Linked DNA regions of Mus musculus: region 1 is linked to region 2. Evidence: chromatin contacts called from public promoter capture Hi-C data. All regions are on one chromosome and are shown on one strand. The core of a region is the stretch at or near the end of the contact, and the rest is flanking DNA. Distances in the headings are between cores, read along the strand shown. Region 1 holds the start of Fbxl19 (F-box and leucine-rich repeat protein 19). Region 2 holds the start of Apobr (apolipoprotein B receptor).

Evidence for each region. Capture Hi-C pulls out chosen DNA fragments and counts their contacts.
Region 1: a contact with region 2 is called in a promoter capture Hi-C map of adipose tissue, with 4 times the contacts expected there. The contact joins the promoter of Fbxl19 here to the promoter of Apobr in region 2. A contact is called at or near these places in 1 of 39 promoter capture datasets (liver), 1 of 115 datasets of contacts at active chromatin or transcription factors (astrocytes) and 2 of 9 other capture datasets (adipose tissue and liver).

Annotation. Positions count from the first base shown.
Region 1 is chr7:127,744,710-127,749,534 of GRCm38.p6, forward strand. It overlaps Fbxl19 (F-box and leucine-rich repeat protein 19), which reads left to right and starts at 2,066. Exons shown (of 11, transcript NM_172748.2): 1 at 2,066-2,428; 2 at 3,541-3,741. The coding sequence starts at 3,565.
Region 2 is chr7:126,581,440-126,586,544 of GRCm38.p6, forward strand. It overlaps Apobr (apolipoprotein B receptor), which reads left to right and starts at 3,569. Exons shown (of 4, transcript NM_138310.1): 1 at 3,569-3,629; 2 at 3,937-5,105. The coding sequence starts at 3,573. It overlaps Cln3 (ceroid lipofuscinosis, neuronal 3, juvenile (Batten, Spielmeyer-Vogt disease)), which reads right to left and starts at 4,378. Exons shown (of 18, transcript NM_001146311.2): 1 at 3,856-4,378; 2 at 2,735-2,841; 3 at 1,864-2,008; 4 at 1,561-1,657; 5 at 1,325-1,403; 6 at 207-303. The coding sequence starts at 1,606.

The sequences.
Region 1 (4,825 bases), core at 816-3,315, 1.2 Mb after region 2:
AATAACTGCAGCCACACGCCCCGTGCCAGAACTGGTTACTTTCTTGAATACTTTTAACGCTAATTCAGCGTGGAGGTGAGTATTAATCATAACCCCTTTCGGGTAAGAAACTTAGGTCTGATGACTTCCTACGGTGGAAAGGAGATTTTGTATATTCCAAGGTCGTCTTCCTTTGGTTCGCACCACGTGTAAGGTATTAATTTGCAAAGGTTTAAGATAGGAAGCATCGTGTGCGAGACGTCCAGTCTTTATAAGGAACAACAGCGTGGGTATACTTTTCGGAGAGAACCACGCCTCCCTTGTCGCGACAATATTGGTTATGGTTTGCGTTCTTTTAAAATATGAAATCTTCACGATCCGAAAAGGCGGACATTCTATATTCCCAGGTCACTCCGATGTTTCTCTCTCCCGCACTGATTCCCACAGGTGACATCAATTCTCCGCCACTGGAGAATGAAAACTTGGGACTACATTTCCCTGCAAGCCCTTTAGAAAAGGAGGCCAAGAGCAAAGAGACTTTCCGTTTCCGTCCGCTAGCAATTTGGCGTGTTCACGGTGATACATATTTCAACAGTAGCGTCCTTTCTCTGTACAACTAAAGCAGAGACTACATAACCCACCAGGTACCGGCACCGAGGGGCAAGCGACTAGGTTGCCATCTCTGTAGTAGTCCTCTCCTACACATCCGCCGAGAATAGTATTAGCGGTTGGACTACAAATCCCATAGCATCATGTGCTCCTTCACCCTCCATCTTTGTGGTAGTCCCCGCCCCGCTCACTTCCATTGTCTCGACAGAAGATAAAGAGGGGAGCGAGGAAGACTACAATTCCCGTCTGGCTTTGCATCATCGAGTGCGGGATTTTGATAGTTCAGGCGGGCGAGGAGCTCCAAGTGGTAGAATGAAGCAGCCAGGAAAGGTTAGGTATCCTGCCATCTTTACGGTAGTCTCTTTATCCTCCCGGTTCTGGCATTCTTAAAGGAACATAGGAAGGCTAGAAAACTACTATTCCCATCCCACTTCATAAGATCGACTTATTAGGTGTACGCCCCTCGATCGCCATCTTGCTTGTAGTCCTCGTTTCTTTTCACCTTTCCATTGTTCCTGATGAGTAGAAATGGCAGCGGGAAGGCAGCAGCTGGACTGCGACTCCCGTCAGGTACCACACGCGCGGAGGGTTGTGGACCAGAGGGCGTGTGAGTGCCTGGAAAGGAGGTCGGGTCGGGGGAAAAGGCCATCTTGCTTGTAGTCATTCTTCCCGCTCCTTCTCTATGTCCTGCTACGGGGAGTCTCGGGTCAACTGGACTATAATTCCCGCCATGCTCGGCTTCCAGCGTGGCATCCTTCTCGCCATCGTATTTGTAGTACCGGCTGGCCCTTGTGTCCCACTTTTCCCACGATAGTGCTAGAATTTGGAGAACTACAACTCCCGTCGTGCTTTGCACGCGCTCGTCCTGGAAAGTAAAGGTGGTGAAGGAAGGAGGGAGAAGGGGGCGGGGTTCCTCTGGGAGAAGGAGGGAGTAAAAAGGAGGAGGAGGTGGGAAGAAGGGAGGGAAGAGGGAGGAGAGGAGGAAGGAGGAAGGAGCTGAGGAGGGATGAGAGCGGCGACCTGGGCCCAGGGCCGAAGCAGCGCGAGGCTAGGGGAGTAGGGGTGCTAAGACATCCCAACTGCCCCCACCCCCTTCCTGCCTCTGCCCCATCCTTTCCTTATACCCTCCCATTTTAGGAGTGGATTTATTCAAATTTTATTTAAATCTTTATATCTTGAGGGTCGCGCGTTTGAAGGGGGGAGGGCGGGGGCGCGTGCAGGCTGGGGGGGGCGGGGCCGGAGCAGCTTCCTTCACCCCCCTCTGCGCGCCCTGTCTCTGTAGGTCAGGGGGCCGCAGTACAGGGGCGGACCCAGGGGAGGGGGGCAGGTTGCAGCGACCCCCCCCTCCCCGGGAACCGGCGGTGGGCGGGGTTTGAACCCCGGAAACGGTGGGGGGCCCCTGGTCTTTCCCTGGACCCCTGGGCAGTTGGAGCTGGGAAGGGGCCAGTTAAGGGTCGGGGGCTTTGGGGAAAGGTGGGGGTGGGGAGCTGAGACTCATACCCGGGACTGAGTGGGGCCCGGGCAAAAGCTGAGCACCCTGCGCCCGAGGAGCCCCCGTTGGCCTGGGGGGGCTGAGGGACTGAGCCCCCCAGAGCAGGACCTCCCCCTGGAAGGGCCGCGCCGCAGCCCGTGGGAGGGCCTCGCCCCCGGCGCTCCCCATCTCCACTCGCTGCTGTCCCGGCCTCCGCCGGAGGGAGGGGCCGAGCGCCCTCGGGGGGCCGTGGACCCCGGCGTTCTGAGCGTTCAGCGCCCCGCGCCGCCCGGCCCCCCCGCCGCCGATGGCCGCCGACCCGCCGGGAGCTGCCGAGAAGGGAGAGATGGCTCCCGGGACACGTGTGAGGTGGGTTCATGCGGCTCCTCCTCACCCCCAGACCTGGGCAGCTCCCACTCCCATTCATCCTCAGCCTGGCCTCTCCCTTCCTTCCCCGCCCCCAGCCTCACCCTCCCTTTGCTCCAAACTCCTTCTCCAACCTTCTCTCCTATAACCTCCAACCCCAGGGAAGTGGCCTTCCTTCCCCGACCCTGCTGCCCCTTGCAGACCTCCCCCTCCACCCCGCCTCCAGTCGCCGCCCTCTAGGCCCCTCCCCCGGAGTGCTGGAGGGCCCCATACCCTGTGGATGGTCTGGAAGTCCTTGGAAAGGGAGAAGCCTGGGGGAAGCAGGTCTAAGACTGATTGGGAAGAGACCCCCCCAGGCTTGCTGAGTCCATGTGGGATTTCAGAGGATCTGGTTTCCAGGGGCAGGAGAGCCCCAGGGATTCCAGACAATTAGGGATGAAAAGCAGGCTGGTAAGATGTGAATGGGGGCGGGAAGACCTAAAGCCGAGCCCACCTTGAATTTTGTTGAGATGTTAGGGCAACTTGTAGAATCCTAGGGAGTCTGGGAGATTACCCAGATTGCCTGAGGGATCCTATTGGATAATTTGGAGCCCCCAAGGACTTGTGTGTGGGCTGAGAGGGGACACTAAGCATTTCAGGGGTGTCAGCCCGGGGAAGTGGAGAGCACACACTGGGTCACTAGAAATGGAGTGGGTCTGGCTAGAGTACCAAGGTTTGAAAGGTTTGGATGACTAAGTACCCACGTGAGAGAAGGGAGAGGGGAAAGAGTGTGGTGCATGCCCCTGGAATCTGGAGGTAAATCAGTGAGGGAATGGGGGGTGTGGGTAACAACAGGTATGAGTTGAAGCTCCCTCAGGTAATGCTACAGATCTGAAGCCTTTTCCAGGAACCTGGGCTTGGGATGTTAGAGGAGGGGCCTCAGTGTCCCTCCTTCCAGCAGGCGGGAGGTCTTGAGGGAGTGGCCCTCTGCTCAGGACACACACTAAAAGGCTGACCTTCTCTGAGGGTAGAAACAGAAGCTCTGCCCCCATCAGAGGTGTAGTGAGCTTGCGGCCAGGAGACTCTCAGGCCAGGCTTTGCAGGCCTCTCTGACCTTACCAACCATCTGCCTACAGCCCTCGGCGTTGCTGACGCCCCCAATGTCGTCGAGCAGCCGGGGACCGGGGGCCGGAGCGCGCCGACGCCGAACCCGCTGCCGTCGTTGCCGGGCCTGTGTGCGAACTGAGTGCGGGGACTGCCATTTCTGCCGAGACATGAAGAAGTTCGGGGGGCCCGGGCGCATGAAGCAGTCGTGCCTGCTTCGGCAGTGCACCGCGGTGAGTCTTGAGCCCCATGCCTGGGGTATGTGGAACCTCAGGCCTATTTGCCCAGAGCACCATCAGTAGTAGTACGGGGCCTGAGCATTCTCTGGGTGTCCAGCAGCAGCAGCTTCCCCGGGGTCCCTTAGGGGTGCTGCTCATACACTCACTTCTGCATTTCTTCACTGACTTGCTTAAATGTTTGATTTTTGTCTTTGTCGAAAAGTGGGCTACACAGAAGAGTCAGCCTCAGGTCTGTAGAGAGTTCGGCCCCTGCCGTATGCCCCTGCCCCCAGGTATCTGTGTTCAGGGGACCCAGCTCTACCATGGGAGAAAGCTTTTGCCTTTCTCAGGTCTTTCACACACCTTCAGGTGTCTTGAAATTGAGGCCAGGACCCCCGTCTTGTGACCTTGAGCAAGTCACTCTGAACTTCAAGTACCTTCCCTGTAAAATGTTTCTTTTGCTTCGTAGCAAAGATTAGATAGTAGTGTGCCATGAATGTCCTATTGAAAGGCCCAGCTCCGGAGTTATCTGGGAAACGTAGGTTCTCTTCTGCCTCCCTCATCCTTTCAGCAGCCTGGGGCACCAGGATGGCCTTTCCCCAGCAGCCCGCCTCTCCTCCTCCTCCAGCCACTCTTCCTGGTTGCACTTTCACCCCTCAGCCCTTCCCCTTCCTTTGTCCCCCAGCGCCTTGCCTCACCTCACCTTCTGATACTTTTCCCTTGATCTAGATCCCTGGCTGTCAGCATCCCTGATATGATTCAGTCCTACCATTGTCTTCCCTGAAGTCACATTGTCTGGAGACTTCTGCCTTTACCCTAGGCCTAAAGCAGCTGTGACCTTATATGTTCCACCGACCTTTCCTACTGGGCTCACTGTGGGCTTCCAGATTCACCCTTGGACGGCCCCCTGAACAACCTTAGAATTACCCCCAGACTTGTTACTTCTTTAACTTGTCTGAGCGTTGTCATTTACCTGTGGTCTCTTCCACTCCAAGCCAGTCCCGAGTCCTGTGCTAATGATAATAATGACAGTAGCCGTGTCTCAGCCCCTCATGTGTTGTCTTGTTCTTAACCATGGTCCTGTAAAGGAAAGGTCTGT
Region 2 (5,105 bases), core at 2,319-4,818:
TCTCTTTAAGATCCCTCCTGCCATGAGGATGTGGGAGACTAAGACCTTTAGCTCCCCAATCCCACCCAGAGCTACTCTAGGAGTTTTTCAGGGGTCCTCTGGCCCTGAGTGGGTTCTTAGTATTCCCCATGCGGACTGACCTATGGTAGTGGTACAGAGGGGCTCACTTACTGACCTATGGTGGTGGTGAAGAGGGGCTTACTTACATGGCTCTGGTTTCCAGACGCCTGCTCCTGCTTGAGGATGTCATGGGCAGCGCTCAGCATCACCACATATGAGAAATTGTTGCAAAGACCCAAGATCCTAGAAATGAGGACACATCTTCACTGTCTGGCTTTCTATCCACTTACAGTCCTTAAAGATACACCTTTTTTTTTTCCTTCTCCACTATCAAAACAGGCCTTGAGATTAGACCAGCTCATGGCCAAGTGCCAAGTCCTCCTAAGCACTATTTCTCCCACGCTTACACTAAGATTCTGATCCCTGGGCATTTCTCATCAACGGAAACACTGTGGTACAATGCAAATATCTAGCGTATTCCTGTGCAAAACGGAGACAAATTTTCACCTGCTGATCTCAAGGGAACCAAAATAATAGCAGGGCATATTGTTCTTATTTTCATCTCCCAGAGCTGTGCTCAGAACTTGGCAAAAGCAAATTGGCTGGAGACAGAGCTCACTTGTACAACAGTGCGTGAGCCCGGGAAGGACCTGCTTTTAATACCCTGCACTGCAAACAGAAACAATGGGTGTTCTGGGCATTGTGCTACAGTAGGGCCTGTAACTGCAGCACCTGGAAGGCAAAAGCAGGATTAGAAAGGTCAAAGTAAGCCCTTACTGCTTGTAGGGTTTAAAGACCTTTCCAAAAAAAAGAAGAAAAAGAAGAGGAAGAGGAGGAGGAGGAAGAGGAAGAAAGAAAGAAAGAAAGAAAGGAAGGAAGAGGAAAAAAAACAAAGTTAGCTGGAGGAAAACATTTAATAAATAACTCTACAGATACTAAGATCTGATCAATAGGTGAAGGTGGGAATTTAATGGAACTTGGAAAGTTCACAGTTGATTAAGTATCTGTGTATTCAACTGCTTTTCACAACTTGGCTCTCATCTTTGCTCCAATCGCACTTTACTTTGTTTGTTTGTTTGTTTGTTTGTTTTTCGAGACAGGGTTTCTCTGTGTAGCCCTGGCTGTCCTGGAACTCACTCTGTAGACCAGGCTGGCCTCGAACTCAGAAATCCGCCTGCCTCTGCCTCCCAAATGCTGGGATTAAAGGCGTGTGCCACCACGCCCAGCTGGCATTTTACTTTTGCACAACTCTCAGACCACTTACCAGAAACCCACTGCATTCTTCCAAAGGACACTCCGACTATCCAACCGAGGGGCCTGGGGCTCTGAGTCGGTCTCCTCCCCTGGGAGGTAGAGAAAGCATGACCCCCCACTCACTCGGGTACACGAAGGCCCCGCCTATCCCGCATGGTGTTGAGGGGGCAGGGCCAGCATCCCAACTCCTCGGGAGAGCCGCGGGCAGAGGTGGTCATTCCCAAGGCAACCGATGAGAGCACTCACTCTCAGAATCCTCAAGGCGCCTCCACGAGCCCGCAGAACTTCCCATAACATTGAGTTCGGGTCCCCCAAAGGGCCCAAAGTCAGCGTGTGTTCCGAGCTAGCTTCAAGAAAACAGATTAAAGTCTGGGACAGGTGGGTGCGAAGGATCAATGCCCCGCGGTCAGTCCCAGGTTCCGCTGTCTGCTATACACGACATGTCCGTCGAAGGATCCCCAGATCTCCAGCTCGTGTTCACCCACGCCCCACCCGCCTGACCCCGCCCCCTGCCCCTCTAAAGCAAAGCCCCCGCCCCCAGGCCTGTACCTTTAAGAGCAGCTGAACTCTCCGCAAGGTAGACGAGCAGGTTGGGGGTCACGTGACAGTACCCGTGAGCCTTCCATCACGTGCTTGAGGGTTGCTTCTTACTTCCGGGTCCTTTTTTCTCTTTTTCGCCTTTGGACTTCTCAAACTTCGGAGAATAAAAGAAGGAGAGTTCGAGAGAACGCTGGAAGCACTGATTTTGAATTGGAGTCGAAGGGAGCCACAAGTAGAGCCATGAAAAGCGGCGCTCTAGACGCCGACCAAATCTGCCAGTACTAGTCATGGCGCGGAAGGCTTCAGCTTCTTTCCTGCAGCTCTTACTTGCCTGAAACAATTATGGCTACTTTGCTGCGGATGTCCCACTACCCCACCCAACGTCCCAAGGACAAGTTCTGCTTGAGCGCAAAGGCGACCAGCCTCAAGTGTTATCTGTTGTCCTTACAGACCTATTGTAAAGACCTATAATAAGCATCTGGGAAGTAGCTGAGAGTAGATCGATTAAAAATAAACACCCACAAAACAGCATTCTATGAATTATCTGTGGCAATATTCACGATGTTACGGTTAAATCCCCTTTGCCTTACTATCCTAGAACAACAAATACCACGAAAGTTGTCCAACCCCTGGTTTTACAAGAGAAAACCAAGGTCCCTCCGCCCCACTGTGCAACAGAGGCTAGACTTTTAGCTGACTTCAGAGACTCAGCAGTAAGAAATAGAGCAAAGGTGCTAAGTTCACTGAGAAAGCTGCTATGGGTGTTTTTCCTGGTCTGTGATGTCAGCCGTTTGTCCTAATTGGAAGTTAGGAGAATGAGGCTGAGAGGATAGTTGGAATGTGTCACCTCACAGTTCCAAATAAGGAGTCCTTCCCTTACCTTCCACTCGATGGCAGGGCAGCATCTTGACCATTCTTCATCAAGCCTATTCCTCTGCTATGGATTCCAGCAGCCTCTGCCCACTTCTCCCGGGTCTTTTCAACCACCTGTCATTAAGATTTGCCGTTTGAAATATGCCCTCCTGTGGTGTTCTTCCTAGATCACTCAAACAGTGAGAAAAAGGATCCTCCTACCCAAACGAGTCTCTAGAAATTCTGCAGCCTCTGTCCTTAAGGAACTCACAGTAAGCTGTGAGGACACATGACCACAGTACAAGAATAACCATAGGTGAGGGTGTGGGCATTGAGCACCAATCCAGACCTTTCATCCCCAGAAAAATCTTAATGGCGTTGAAAATGGGAACCCAGAACTTCCAGTGGCCTTATCCTCACTTCTACAGCTTCTCCCCCAAATAAATCAGGAACCACAAACCCTAGCTTCCTCTCACTGAAGGCTGTGGCTTGGAGGAGGCGGAAATGGCTGAGGTGCGAATACAAGACCTGAGTCACTCAGGCTGCACTTGCCGAATGCCCCCTCCCCCATACCCAATTCTGAGGTCTCCTGTTTCCACTTTTTTTTTCCCTTTCCCCTTTCTGGCCCGATCCTCTGCCCTTTAGTTCCAGATGTGCACCCGAGTCTGAGTCACCTGGACACTGTTAAGCCATCCCCCTGCCTGTCATGAAGTCATCCATGAGCAGGGGGGAGGTGCACAGGGCCTGGGGTGGAGATTTGTCAGGGAGAGTCAGGGGAAGAGGAAGTGTCTTGGGTGCTGGGGAGGACTTCGTGGGTGGGGACGGATGGTCATTGTGAGCTTTCTGGACACACAGAGACCTGCAGGATGGATTTTCTCCGGCTTCGTCTCCCTGGGCTACATCAGGCTTTGAGGGGAGCACTGGTGAGAGGGGCAGAGAGATACCCGAAACTTCCACCATTCCTCGTAGTCTCACCTTTCCTCTCCCTTACAGCCTCTCCTGAAGCCTGAGCTCCCTTTCCTACAGTCAGCCAGACTCCTAGCCCAGTCCTTCCTGGGTTTCAATCTCCTGCCTCTACAAGTGTACCCACTTATTCAAGCTAGGCCTTGTCGGGGTCCCTTAGCAGACGTCCAGATCCCTGATTCTTACCTGGGCTTTGTTAACAGTGTACTCCTGGGGAAGTGGTTAGACCTCCCCTGAGTGCCTTCACTCTTCTTTCTTCTCTTCTAGGACTCCTTCAGTGCGTTTGTGTCCTACCTCGTAGGAGACACAGTCCCCACAGTAGAGAGGCAGACACAGGCAGCTGAGGAACTGGGAGAGGTGACTGAGGGGAAGGTTGTAGGAGAGGAAGCCCAGGAGGTACTGGAGGGACTTAGAAGTGGCCAGAGTGAGGGGGTAGAAGCACCCGAAGAGACTAGAAGATGCCAAGAAGGAAGTTTAGCTGGTGAACAGACCTGGGGGTGGAGAGCAGATAGCTCTGCAAGGCCCCAAGCAGAAAGGCAGGACACTGGGTCCTGGAAGGCAGCTGAGGATGCCAGGGGCCAGGAGCCAAGTGTCCCACTGAAGCCTGAGGCAGAGCCTGGGACTCACAGAGACAGGAGCAGTAATACAGCCCAGGAGATCTGGGAGCACGGTGAAGAGGAAGCAAGCAGTGGGGAGCCTCTGAGAACCTGTGAACAGAAGGAAGAAGAGGAGGAGGTGGTCAGAGCAGCAGAGTCAGGGATGGCCGAGGGGGTGGAGTCACAGCCAACCTGGCACAGCGAGCCTGGGGGGAATGCTGGCACTGAGGGGCAGCATGTGACAGAGGACAGCAAAGAGATAGACTGGGTGGCCAAAGACATGGTTGCAGAAATCGAATGGTTTGGTGCCAAAGGGATTGACAAGGAAGAGGAGAGGATGGTCCCAATGAGGGATGGTGAAAGGGCAAGGGCACAGGGGACACAATGCCCCGGGGCCGAGTCTGAGGACCAGGCCATGTTGAGTAGAGAGGCCTGGACAGTCTCAGACAGGGAGGGGGCTGATAGCCTAGGAGTTCAGGGAACAGAATACGGGTCAGACCCAGGAGACAACTTCCCAGGAACTACTGGGAGAGTCTGGGTCCTAGAAGAGGCTGACAAGGGAGACCAGCAGGATGAGGTCGACGAGAAGAGAGAGGCTGAAGTTAGGTTTCCGATCCAGACCCTGGAGGCTGAGAGAACTGGAGAGATGACTGAAGGCCACATAGCTGAAGAGGAGGCTATGGGAGAACAGGAAACAGAGGGCAGCTTTGAGGATGAGGAGAGGCAAGACTTAGCCATCAGGGATAATGGAGTGAGTCTAGAAGAAGAGGTACGGGCAGAAGAATCCTCCAGGGAGAAAAGGAACTCCTGGGCCACAGAGCCTACGCTAGTCCTAGACAC